Linked DNA regions of Mus musculus: all the other regions are linked to region 3. The links are chromatin contacts, called in public HiChIP or PLAC-seq maps. All regions are on one chromosome and are shown on one strand. The core of a region is the stretch at or near the end of the contact, and the rest is flanking DNA. Distances in the headings are between cores, read along the strand shown. Region 1 overlaps Scfd2 (Sec1 family domain containing 2). Region 2 holds the start of Scfd2 (Sec1 family domain containing 2). Region 3 holds the start of Gsx2 (GS homeobox 2). Region 4 holds the start of Dancr (differentiation antagonizing non-protein coding RNA).

Region 1 (2,700 bases), core at 147-2,646, 580 kb after region 3:
CTATATCTGGGTCCTTTCAGCAAAATCTTGCTAGTGTATGCAGTGGTGTCAGCGTTTGGAAGCTGATTATGGGGTGGATCCCTAGATAAGGCAGTCTCTAGATGGTCCATCCTTTTGTCGCAGCTCCAAACTTTGTCTCTGTAACTCCTTCCATGGGTGTTTTGTTCCCAATTCTAAGAAGGGGCACAGTGTCCACACTTTGGTCTTCATTCTTCTAGAGTTTCATGCATTTGGCAAATTGTATCTTATATCTTGGGTATACTAAGTTTTGGGCTAGTATCCACTTATCAGTGAGTACATGTTGTGTGAGTTCCTTTGTGATTGGGTTACCTCGCTCAGGATGATGCCCTCCAGGTCCATCCATTTGCCTAGGAATTTCATAAATTCATTCTTTTTAATAGCTGAGTAGTACTCCATTGTATAACGTAGGTTCTTAATAAATAGTGAAGGAGGCCTAGTGATGGTGTCCTAGCTGTTCCTAGCTACTCATGAGGCTGAGTTAAGGGGACGGCAAATTTCAAGACCTGCCTGGGCTACTAAATGAATTCAGGACAGCTAAATGAATTCCTGGGCAGCTTAGTGAGACCCTGTCTCAAAATAAAAAGTCATTAGAGGGACATTGATATCTCAGCGACAGAGGGCATCATCCAACCCAGTCCTCAGCTCCATTCAGTACTGCACAGGTACTAGTTCAGCAATGAACATGTGAGCACAGCAGTCTAAGTGGCTTCATTGGCTACATCCATACTTCCTTCCTTTTCTGAAAGGCTTTCTCATGGGCCTGTTGCCCAAGCTACTCCAGCTCAATCTACTCTAATCCCATTGTTTAGCTGCTTCCTCTCTGCCTGACCTTGTCCACACTTAGAAAGCGTTTGCTCTCCTAGAGCTGCTGTCTGTGTCACCTGGAGGAACATGCTCCATTCTGGCTTCTCTGGTAGATCTAGCTCTAGAGGCTGGAGTCACTGGATGAATGTTCAGCTGCAAGAAATGCTGTATTTTGAGAGAACGATGAAGGACAGACTGTTTTCCAAGTTTTTATCTGATTCAGTCTCCCGTTCTGTAATTCTTTCACTTTTTTGGAGATGAAGGTTAATGGATATGTTTCTCATAGCTGAGTTGTTGAAAACAGCAGTCAAGAGGAAAGTTGACTCCAGAAGTCTCACTGGTTTACTTAGCTCATCAAGCTCACACTGATGGAAATCGTTAGTCCTCCAGTAACACACTATGACTCAGCTTGCTTTGTTGAAGACAAGTTAAAACCTTTGCTGGGTTTATCACTGTTGTTGTTGTTATTGTGTTTCTGTTGGAATACCAAGACTGGTGATACAGATCCTGTGAGTAATCTTAGCATTCCTGCATATCATGAAGTACTATTGCCCTGGGTTTACTCACACGATGACAGTGTGCATTCATACATAGGTCAACATCCTCCTCCTCCTAATTACATGCCTTCCACTTGGTTGAGTAGTACTGTGAGTCAGCACTCAAGCACCTTTAAAAAATTAACGCTGCTGTATTTGCATTTTATTTGGTGGTGAATATTTCCTGTTTATTTCTAGTAGACTGAATCTGACATTTCATACTTGCCAAACCAAGGCAACTTCTAAAATTCCATTAAGAGCTGAGTAATTATGGTAAATAAAGATCCAGGAGTGAGTGGAAAGGGCCATGTCTTCCTGTACAAGTCTCTGGAAAGACTTTAAGACAGGATCTGTGGCAGGTTCCAGTTGTTAGCTTGTAGTCTTAAAATGTGGCCATTTGTCAAAATAGTTTTAGTCTTAGGGATACAAGATAGCTAATTAAGAAAAAGAACAGGGGGCTGGTGAGATGGCTCAGTGGTTAAGAGCACTGACTGCTTTCTTCTAGAGGCCCTATGTTTAATTCTCAGTAACCACATGGTGGCTCACAACCATCTGTAATGGGATCTGATGTCCTCTTTGGAGTGCCTGAACACAGCTACAATAAATACAATAAACAAATCTTTAAAGAAGAAGAAGAAGAAGAAGAAGAAGAAGAGGAGGAGGGGGGGGGAGAAGAAGGAAAGAAAGAAAGAACGAACGAATGAACAAATGAACAAGGCCCGGAGAGATGGCTCAGCTGTTAAGAGCACTGACTAATCTTCCAGAGGTTCTAGTTCAATTCCCAGAAAATGTGTTGTTTTCATCTTACCTGTACGAGTGTTTTGCTTGCTTGAGTGTTGTGTCTCTGCACTGCCTGCATTCCTGGAGCCTGTGGAGCAAGTGCTCTTAACAGTTACCCCCAAGCCATGGTGGCTCACACTCATCTGTAATGGGATTCTATGCCCTTTCCTGGTGTGTCTGAAGACAGTGACAGTGTACTCACATTCATAAAATGAATACATAAATCTTTAAAAGAGAAGAAGAAAAAGAACAGGCATTTGTGTGTATTTGACATTTTATAGAGTTACTAACGGTTTATAAGCTCATTAAATTTCATAGCAACAGAAGTTTTCATAAGACAAACATACTACTATTTTATCATACACTTCAAAGAATGAATTGTAACAAAATTGTCTTCCAGTAACTGCAATAAGTTAAAACTTATGTCTAAAAAAGAGGAGATGGCAGAAAAGTGTTTAATTTATAGTCTACAACTTTCTGGATGTGTTCTGGTTAATTGTTTCTGCTATTGTCACTAGGTTTATGAAAGGAAAAATAGTTTTAATAAAAGAAACAGCAG
Region 2 (2,700 bases), core at 139-2,638, 540 kb after region 3:
ATGCCAAGAGACCAGGTATGGTGGCATATGCTTTAGGGAGGTCAAAACCCAACTGTATACACACACACTCTCTCACACACAGAAACACACGAATAAAACTTTAAAATGAAAGCAATTGCCATGTGTCACAACTAGATGAATGATGTTAGGTGAAGTAAGTTAATCACAATAAAGCAGATAGTACAGGGACCCAATTATAAGACCCACAGTGCCAATGCAAAGAGAACAGGATTAAAGTAGAGGCTGACAAATGCTGGGGGGGGGGTGCAGGGAGCTGAGGTTGAGGGTGGCAATTGTTATTTAAAGGGTATATAGTTTTGAAACTATTTTGATTTTGCAAAATAAAAAGTTCCAAAGATTGGTTGTACAGCAGCATGAATGTTTTTTAATGTTTCCGAACTGTACATTTTAAAATGACTAATGGTGGACATGGTGGCACACACGTTTAATCCAAGCACTAGGAAGGCAGAGGCAAGCAGATCTCTGTGAGTTTGCAACGAACCTGATCCACATCATGTGTTCCAGGACAGCTAGGGCTGCACAATGAGATCCTGTCCACACATACTCACACACACACACACACACACACTCACTCACACACACACAATTAGAACAGTAAATTACTAAATTTTTTTATCTCATGCATGTTTCCACAATTAAATAATAATAATAATAATAATAATAAAACAGGTTCTAAACTGAGATGTGTAGATCAGTATATCTATTCCTCAACCCAATTCTCATCTTAGTAGCTGTGAAATGGACCCCAAAGCCTTTTGACTGTGTGGAGACAGGATCTCTCTGTCTCTCTCTGTGTGTCTGTCTCTGTCTCTCTCTGTGTATGTGGTGTGTGTGTGTGTTGGGGATGGGTGATTGTGCGTTTTCCACAATTGGCACATGGAGGACAATTTTTCCGGGTCCTGTTTTTCTACATTGAGTCCGAAGGATCAAACTCAGGTCATACGACTTGTGTTGCAAGCGCTTTTAGCCTTATGAGCCATCTTGCTGGTCCCAAAAGGTATTTCACGAGGCTGGAGTGCACCAACGCAGAAGATAACCTACACAAGACCAACTATTACGTTGCAGTAGTTGTTTGGCTTCTCCAAGTTCAGATGGGGGAAGTACTTTGCTTCAGACCAGGTTTTATTATTCCCGAGAATTCTTAACCTGGAGGAAAAGGTGATGAGAGCTGACAAGGGAGGGACGAACAAAACCCATTTCAATTCTTTCCTAGAAAGCTGCTGCCTCCAGCTTTTCAGGGACTATCGACCCTGTAAGCACATTCCGTTCCTCCTTCAAGTGCAGACGTTCCTTCCGCCAGCCCGCGCGCCTGATCAGCCAATGAGCGCCTAAGACGTCATCACCGCGCGCGCGAACGCCGAGCGTCAGAGACAGGCCCACGTGTACTGTGTTGACTGTCAAAGTACTCAGTACCCGGAAGCCCTGCGTTCTGACCTGAGTTCCCGCCCGTACGCCGGTGAGACCCCTGGCCAGCTGGCGATACGGGATCATGAGCGCCGCGGGCATACTGGCCTTTGCCCAGCAAGGCTGGGAGCAGGTGCTGGCCAAAGTGAAGTGGTCCGTGGTCTACCTGGACGCTGCCTGCGCCGAGAGCCTGCACTGGAGCTGCGGATCCAGCCGGCTTCTGGAGGCGGTGAAGGGTCCTGCGTGTCACCTGCGGGAATTTGAACCCCAGGCCATTGGCGGGGGAGCCAAGCAGCCCCGGGCGGTTTTCGTTTTGAGCAGCCCGCTGAAAGGCCGGATCGTAGACACTCTACAGAGTATCATTTGCCGCAGTCACTTTCAGCACTGTGTGGTGGTCACAGCCGTGAGCCACGCAGTCCACCTCACTGCTAACCACGTACCGGCCGCTGCAGCGGCCGAGCTCGAGGGGCAGCAGCCGGTGTTCGAACAGCTGGAGGAGAAGCTCTGTGAGTGGATGGGCAACGAGAACTATACGGCCGAGGTGCTCCACGTCCCGTTGTTTCTCGCCCCTGTTGCCTCCCATCTCGCTTTTACTCCAGCCTTTGCTACCCTCTTCCCACTGCTACCTCAGGATGTCCACGCTCTTAACAGTGCCAGACCCGACAAGAGGAGGCTGAGCAGCTTGGGTGAGGTGGATGCCACTGCCCTAACCCCAGAGCTGCTGCTGTACATCAGATGCCTCGTGTCAGGCCTCAGTTCTCTGTGTGAACATCTAGGGGTACGAGAGGAGTGTTTCGCCGTGGGTCCCCTCAGTCGGGTCATCGCTACAGATCTGGCAAATTATGCCCCCGCCAAGAACAGGAAAAAGACTGCTACAGGCAGGGCTTCTGTGGTCTTTGTGGATAGAACTCTGGATCTCACAGGTAGGTGGCATTTCTGGGAGTTGTTCATCTTCACTCTCCTAGCTAGAGGATCTGTTCATTGATTCAGCATATGTGTTTATTGGCCTCATATTGAGGTTGGCAATATAAAGATGAACTAAAAGAACCAGCCCCTAATTTGACAGCATCTGGAGTTAAGTTTTGTCTAGTGGAGAGTGGACATAGATAAAGCACAATTTTATTTGTTAAATGCTGTAAGCGGGCAAATATGGCTTTAGTGTGCGTTGCTTTTGATAAAACAACCGGGCCTAGTCCAAGAGACTGGAAAAAATGAGATGACCTTGACATGGAGGGAATTGCCATCACCTGAGACTCTTAGACATTTCCAGATACC
Region 3 (2,792 bases), core at 85-2,584:
GAACCGCAGAAAAAAAAAAGTGACCCCACTCTACTTGACAACCCTTGGAAAGAACGCGGCTCCAGAACCCAGTCTAACCCAACACATCCATGTTTGTCCCTGGTCTGTCTGGGAGTGTAAGAAAGACAGACGTTCATGAGAATTAAGGCCTTTAATGTCCTGGATTTTAAGTTAAAGGACTCCAGTGGAACTTGCACCTACTGCCTTCTCCTTCCCCTTGTCTGTCTTCCATTGGCCTAGCAAAGCTAACCAGCTAGCAGCCTCGGCCAAAGGCACAGACAGCCTTTAACCAACAGGGAAGCTAAGATGCCACACTGAGGTCCAAACGCATCCACCCCAAATCTCAGTCAGTTTAACCTCCTATTTCTCTGAAGTCTTGATCCAGGTCTCCAAAGCCCAGATAACAGGCGACACTTGTGCACCTGTAGAGCTAAGGGCACAAGGCCTCGCCAAGAAGTTGACTCCTTAACTTCCACCTCCGTGGAATTTCTAGGGGAAGATCTCAACAGTTCCACAGAAGATCCCACCTTACTCCCACCTCCTTCCCTGGTGGCGCAAAGTTTGTTTCCCCGGAGGCACGCAGGTACCCCGCCCTACCCATGGAGAGGCAGTGGAATCTCCGTGGGTCCGACATGTTGTAGGTAGTGGCGGCGCAGACAGGTGCGTGGTGCTGCGGGTGTCCCAGAGCCGCCGCTGCCGCAGCTGCCGCCGCCGCCGCCGCGGCCGCCGCTGCAGCCGAGCCGGGCTGCTGGGGCTGGTGATGGTGATGATGATGCTGTGGTGGGTGGTGGTGATGGTGTGCGTGGCTCACCCGTGGGCAAAACTGCGCGTCCCCAGGAGCGGGAGAGAACTGGCTTTTGAGCAAAGGTAGAGCGCCGGTGCCTCCAGCCACCCCGCCGCCCGCCACTGCAGCCCCCGCGGTCCCCGTAGCTCCGCCACCAGCTCCTGCGGGCGGGCGAGAGGAGTGCAGGTGCGAGGTGACGCAAAGCGGGCACACGCAGAAAGCGCCGCTTTTGCGGGACGGACAGCCAGGCCCGGACACTGACATCACCAACGGGGACGGCATGCCCAGCGGGATGAAGAAATCCGGCCCTGGGTGCGATTCCGGCAGCGAGGGTGCGGGCCGTGAGGAGTCCTTGATGATGAGTGAGTCCACGTAGAAGGAGCGCGACATGTCGATGGATGGCTTGTCCTGCGGGCTGCTGAGTCCCCTTCTCTCCTTCTGCTATCTGAGCACTGTCCGGAAAGCTGGGCGCACGCGGGCGGTCAAGTCCTTGGGGATGCTGAGGTGTCTGGGACTCGAACAAAGGGGTCCCTGGAGAGGGTTGGTCCTCACGTCCCCCGCCCGGAGCCCCGGCTCCAGGATTTTATAGCCCCCACCGCGGCACGTGATGCTGCGGAGTACCGCTCAGCTCAGACTCCTCGGCAGCTCCCCACCCTCGGGATAGGCTGCCCGAGTCACAACAGAAGCGGAGGGGTGGGGGTGGGGGGAGGCAGGGAAGAACGAGGGGGAGAGGGAGACTTCGCTAAGTGTAGGGTCTGTTAATTTTGCTAGGGATCGACCTCCTCTCCCTCCATCACTCTCAGCGGAAAATCTCAGCGATCCAGTTTCTGCCTACCTTCCTCCCTCGCTTGGGCCTCTGTCCAACGCTTCACAGTGACACACTGCAGAGAGCACCAGGTGGGGACCTCCAAGCCATTTAAACTGAGATAACCAATGCATTTAAGCTCCTAGGAGCCAACCCTAGCTGCGCAGTAAAGCTTGAGACTTCTGCTCTGGACCAGCGTATGTGGCCTTGTAGTGGAGGTCGGCCGGTCTAACGCTCACCACATTCATATCTGCCCTTGCTCCCCAGCTTTTCGATTTGGCCAAGGTCTGGCGGGTAACAACCCAGCTTAGAAACCAAGCACTCCAGGCTACATCAATTCTCAAATGTCCTTGTATTCTCTTGAGGTCACTCAGACCACTAATCCTTCCTTGTGCATCTTTCTAACCAGCAGCTCTGCCTTCTGCAAAGAGTCAATCCTTTCTTATTTCAAGCAGTTACATAGTTTCCAAGCCCAACCTCCGCTAAACTTCACCAGGAACATTTTGCAGAGACTGGGGTAGCAGCTGGAGGAGGCCCTTGCGGTCCCTTGGTCTAAGTGATCTCCTGCTAACACCACCCCACCCTTCTCAATAGATGCTTATTGCATCCTTGCTTATTCCGCCATTCAGCTAGTGGTGGAATCCTGCCTGTACCTAAGGAGCAGTTTAGTAGCAGACCTCCATTTGGTGGCTCAGAAAGACTTGTGCACCTACCTGCTAGGTGGCTGCCATCTAGATGTCTTTGGGAGAAAGTCAAGGCCACAGAGGTGACAGCAATTTCTCCCCTGTCCTTTTACCAAAATGGCTAACTTCAAGTGTGAGTTTACAACAGTGACAGTTAACTTGAAGATCAAGGGCAGGGAACAGCAGTTGGAGGCTCAGGGTTCTGTGTCTGTCCTGTCTTTCTTTCCCCTTTCCATCTCTGTGACCACCCCTCTCTTGCCTGCTGGAAGTGTATAATTGGGTTGTAGGGATGCCCCACTCTAGGGAGCCCAGGATTTATGGATGGCAATTAAAGTTTTATGAATTGCAGCTGAGGCTGGTTATTGAGCTATTTGAATGTGATTAGAATTCAATTAGAAAGTGGTTAGTGGACGGTGGGTCTCCTGAGTGTAAACAGACAGCTATTCCAGAAATGTGCTAATCCAACATCTTGTGACAACAATTAAGGAGTCTCGGGGCTGAGCACGGGGTCCCCGCTCAC
Region 4 (2,700 bases), core at 111-2,610, 980 kb after region 3:
GCACATGGTGTTAGGACAAATTGCTCCAAGTGGTTCTGACCCCCCCCCCCCTCCCCAGTAATAAGAACAAGTGAACAAGCCATAGAATTGACACAGGAAGCCTTTATTAAAGATTATGGAAAATTACTCATAGGCAACAATATACAGGTTAACACACCTCAATTGCTAGCACGTGACTGGTTACTAGCAAAGAACTTGTCCTAACGAAGTCCAGATACATTCTAATGATCTAGCATGAAATCTTTGCATCTTTAAAACGGCGAGCATGTCATAGCCATGCAGATCTGATTCTAGGGCAGTGGGACATGAAGAAGGGGTGGGGCAGGATCCTAGTACATTGATTAAAATCTTTAGCAAACTACCTTCAGGGTAATCAGTTACAAGGCCATTCAAGGAAACTCACATGGCCCTCACTTCACCTATTTCAGCTTCGATACTAATCCTAAAGTGGAATACAGGCAAACCTGGTCACTACATGCAAGAGTACTTCACCTTGGAGCCATTCAGTCACGGGTTTCTTGTAGTTTTCAACCTATGAAAGAATAAAAATGTTTCACATAAGTGGAACATACTCAACTATATCCTTTCCAGCTGACCTAAAATCTCACTTCTAGAAAAGCAAATGTATTCTTGTCTTCTGAACTTTCTCCTCCAACCAAATTAAACCAGGTAGGCTACGTTTTCTTTTCTTTAAAATCCTATATCACTACCTAGCAATCGCCAGAACCTAAAATGCGCACATTCAAGTTTTAAATGAAGCTTTTGGTTCATTTGTGACTCCAGACAGGATCCAAAGAGGAGGTGTAGTTTTCCTCTCTGGGTTTTATGGAGAGTTCCTTTACCCTTCTGTGTTAGCCTCTTAAAGTACTGCGACAACCTTAAAAGGGCACAGGAAAGGGCGACTGGGGAGGCCCGGCGCAGCTCAACAAAGACAGGCCTGGAACCTCCGTCTTCTCGGCCACGTGGCCAGGGCCTGCCTCCGATCAATGCCGGGACGTACCTGCGCTTGTGTCCGAGGCAGCAGCACGGCTGGGCAGTGGGGACCGGCTCGGGTGGATCGGCCTGCAGAGGGAAAGGGCGGTGGTCAGGGTGCCCGGGTCGGACGGCACAGAGGACTTTGTGTCTCGCGCAGCCCCGGGCTGGACACTGCCGCCCGCCCCGCGGGCCGCTGAGAACTGCTCTACCCCTCCGTTCTGGCCGCCGGGAGCAGCTGAGCTCGGGGCGGGCAAAGCTCGAGGGGACACGGGGACATCCTGACACCCTCCCACGAGGACACTCACCACCAAGGCCGGGACCGAAAGACCGAGCCGCTGCGCGCTGCGTTAATACAGCCATCCGGGAGAGGGGCGGAGCTGCCCCCCCCCCCCGAGACCTGCAACCAATCAGAGGGCCGCTTGGAGGGGGCAGAACAGGAAAAGGAGAGCAGCCAATCGTCAGAAGGATTGTAGGCGTGGCTGGTATGGGAAGCCAATCGTCGGGACGTTTCGGACCCGGTAGGGTGGGGCCGTTGACTTCCAGCAGCAGGTTCTCCACCCACTGCGGTGTTGGAAGCGTTGAGGCTGTGCTCAGTGGAAACCTTCCTTTCCTGAAGCTATGCCGGTGCTAGGTGTGTTCCGACTTAGATCCCTTCTTGTTCAGCTAGTTCACTCCCAGGGCCCCTCCTTAACCCTGAGAGGAGCTGCCTTTTTCTGTGTTCCTGGAGAGTAATATCAAGGAGAAATGTTGCTGGAGATGTGAGGCAGTTAGTTCTCAACAGAGCTCTACCACAGAGCTACCTCCTCAGCCCGTACCATTAATTTTGAGTCAGAGTCTCTCTTAGGTGCCCACACTGCTTTCTAACTTACTGTGTAGCTAGTTCAGGGTATTCATCAAACTTGTTATCCTCAGTGCTACGTGCTAGGATTGCTGGCATGCATGCCACTCTCCACCTAGGCTATACCTTTGTCTTGTTTTTAGTGGTCCTGGGTTAAAAGTAGAGCCTGGCGTCTCAGATCCCAAACCCTTTTATTACTTTGAAACTAGGTCTCACTAAATTTCCCAGACAAGACTGGAACTTTCCGTCCTTCTGCCTCAGCTTCCTGAGTAGAAGGGACGACAAATTTTCACCACCAGGCCTGGATATGTGCTTAACTTATTTTAATGAGAATTTCCACGGTCTGAGATGATTTTATTGGCAAGGTTTTTAAAATAATAATAATAATAATAATAATAATAATAAAATTATTTTTTTAATTTGAAGAAATTAAATTTCCAAACTTATATTAAAACTAAAAATGTTCAAAGAGCCACGTGCCTGCGTTCTTCTCTCGGCTAAAAGCCAGCCATTCATTCCAGACCTGGCGCATCTATCGTCTTGGTCTGTTGGGGGAGGGGGGGTATTTTAAAGCAAATCTCAAGCTTGGTTTGTTTCACCTCTTAATATTTCAGTATTTATTTCAAAAGAAAAGAGGCCATCTTGCCTGAGGACAATGCCAATGTGATTGCTAGAATAAACAGCCGCTCCAAGTTCACAGCAAGACTATTCTGATACAATGTTACTTTACAATGAGTTCGTTTGAATAAGGACTCTAAGTCTATTCATCATGCTCGCCTGTGTTTCTTTACAGCCACTTTTAGTCTAGATAAAAAAAATGATGACCTGCTTTGTCAACTTGCTTTGACTTTTTAGATAACTTTTTGAGATTGAACCCAAGTGTTATA

Evidence for each region. HiChIP or PLAC-seq counts read pairs in DNA pulled down with a chosen protein or histone mark.
Region 1: a CTCF HiChIP or PLAC-seq map of the NIH/3T3 cell line shows a contact between it and region 3, with 5 read pairs. The contact joins the enhancer-like site here to the promoter of Gsx2 in region 3. A contact is called at or near these places in 2 of 39 promoter capture datasets (the SN4741 cell line and liver), 1 of 15 datasets of contacts at CTCF or cohesin (the NIH/3T3 cell line) and 1 of 115 datasets of contacts at active chromatin or transcription factors (embryonic midbrain).
Region 2: a contact with region 3 is called in an H3K4me3 HiChIP or PLAC-seq map of embryonic limb bud, with 6 times the contacts expected there. The contact joins the promoter of Scfd2 here to the promoter of Gsx2 in region 3. A contact is called at or near these places in 7 of 39 promoter capture datasets (cranial neural crest, embryonic stem cells, hippocampal neurons and 4 more), 1 of 484 Hi-C or Micro-C datasets (embryonic stem cells), 14 of 115 datasets of contacts at active chromatin or transcription factors (the 230-238 cell line, the NIH/3T3 cell line, astrocytes and 10 more) and 3 of 9 other capture datasets (embryonic stem cells, embryonic tail and embryonic trunk).
Region 4: an H3K27ac HiChIP or PLAC-seq map of embryonic stem cells shows a contact between it and region 3, with 6 times the contacts expected there. The contact joins the promoter of Dancr here to the promoter of Gsx2 in region 3. A contact is called at or near these places in 3 of 39 promoter capture datasets (cranial neural crest, embryonic stem cells and hippocampal neurons) and 7 of 115 datasets of contacts at active chromatin or transcription factors (astrocytes, embryonic forebrain, embryonic stem cells and 3 more).

Annotation. Positions count from the first base shown.
Region 1 is chr5:74,491,542-74,494,241 of GRCm38.p6, reverse strand. The region is part of intron 2 of Scfd2 (Sec1 family domain containing 2); the gene reads left to right. Among named protein-coding and RNA genes, the nearest start is that of Scfd2, 39 kb to the left of the region's middle. Within about 2 kb of position 1,396, at least 42 of the 459 cell types and tissues checked have an H3K27ac peak or open chromatin away from gene starts, as enhancers often do. A contact at or near this core is called in the NIH/3T3 cell line and the SN4741 cell line, where this site is marked.
Region 2 is chr5:74,530,430-74,533,129 of GRCm38.p6, reverse strand. Scfd2 (Sec1 family domain containing 2) reads left to right here and starts at 1,388. Exons shown (of 9, transcript NM_001114660.2): 1 at 1,388-2,348. The coding sequence starts at 1,511.
Region 3 is chr5:75,074,143-75,076,934 of GRCm38.p6, reverse strand. Gsx2 (GS homeobox 2) reads right to left here and starts at 1,334. Exons shown (of 2, transcript NM_133256.2): 1 at 598-1,334. The coding sequence starts at 1,174.
Region 4 is chr5:74,091,720-74,094,419 of GRCm38.p6, reverse strand. It overlaps Dancr (differentiation antagonizing non-protein coding RNA), which reads right to left and starts at 1,360. Exons shown (of 1, transcript NR_145133.1): 1 at 83-1,360. Snora26 (small nucleolar RNA, H/ACA box 26) reads right to left here and starts at 890; the gene lies at 770-890.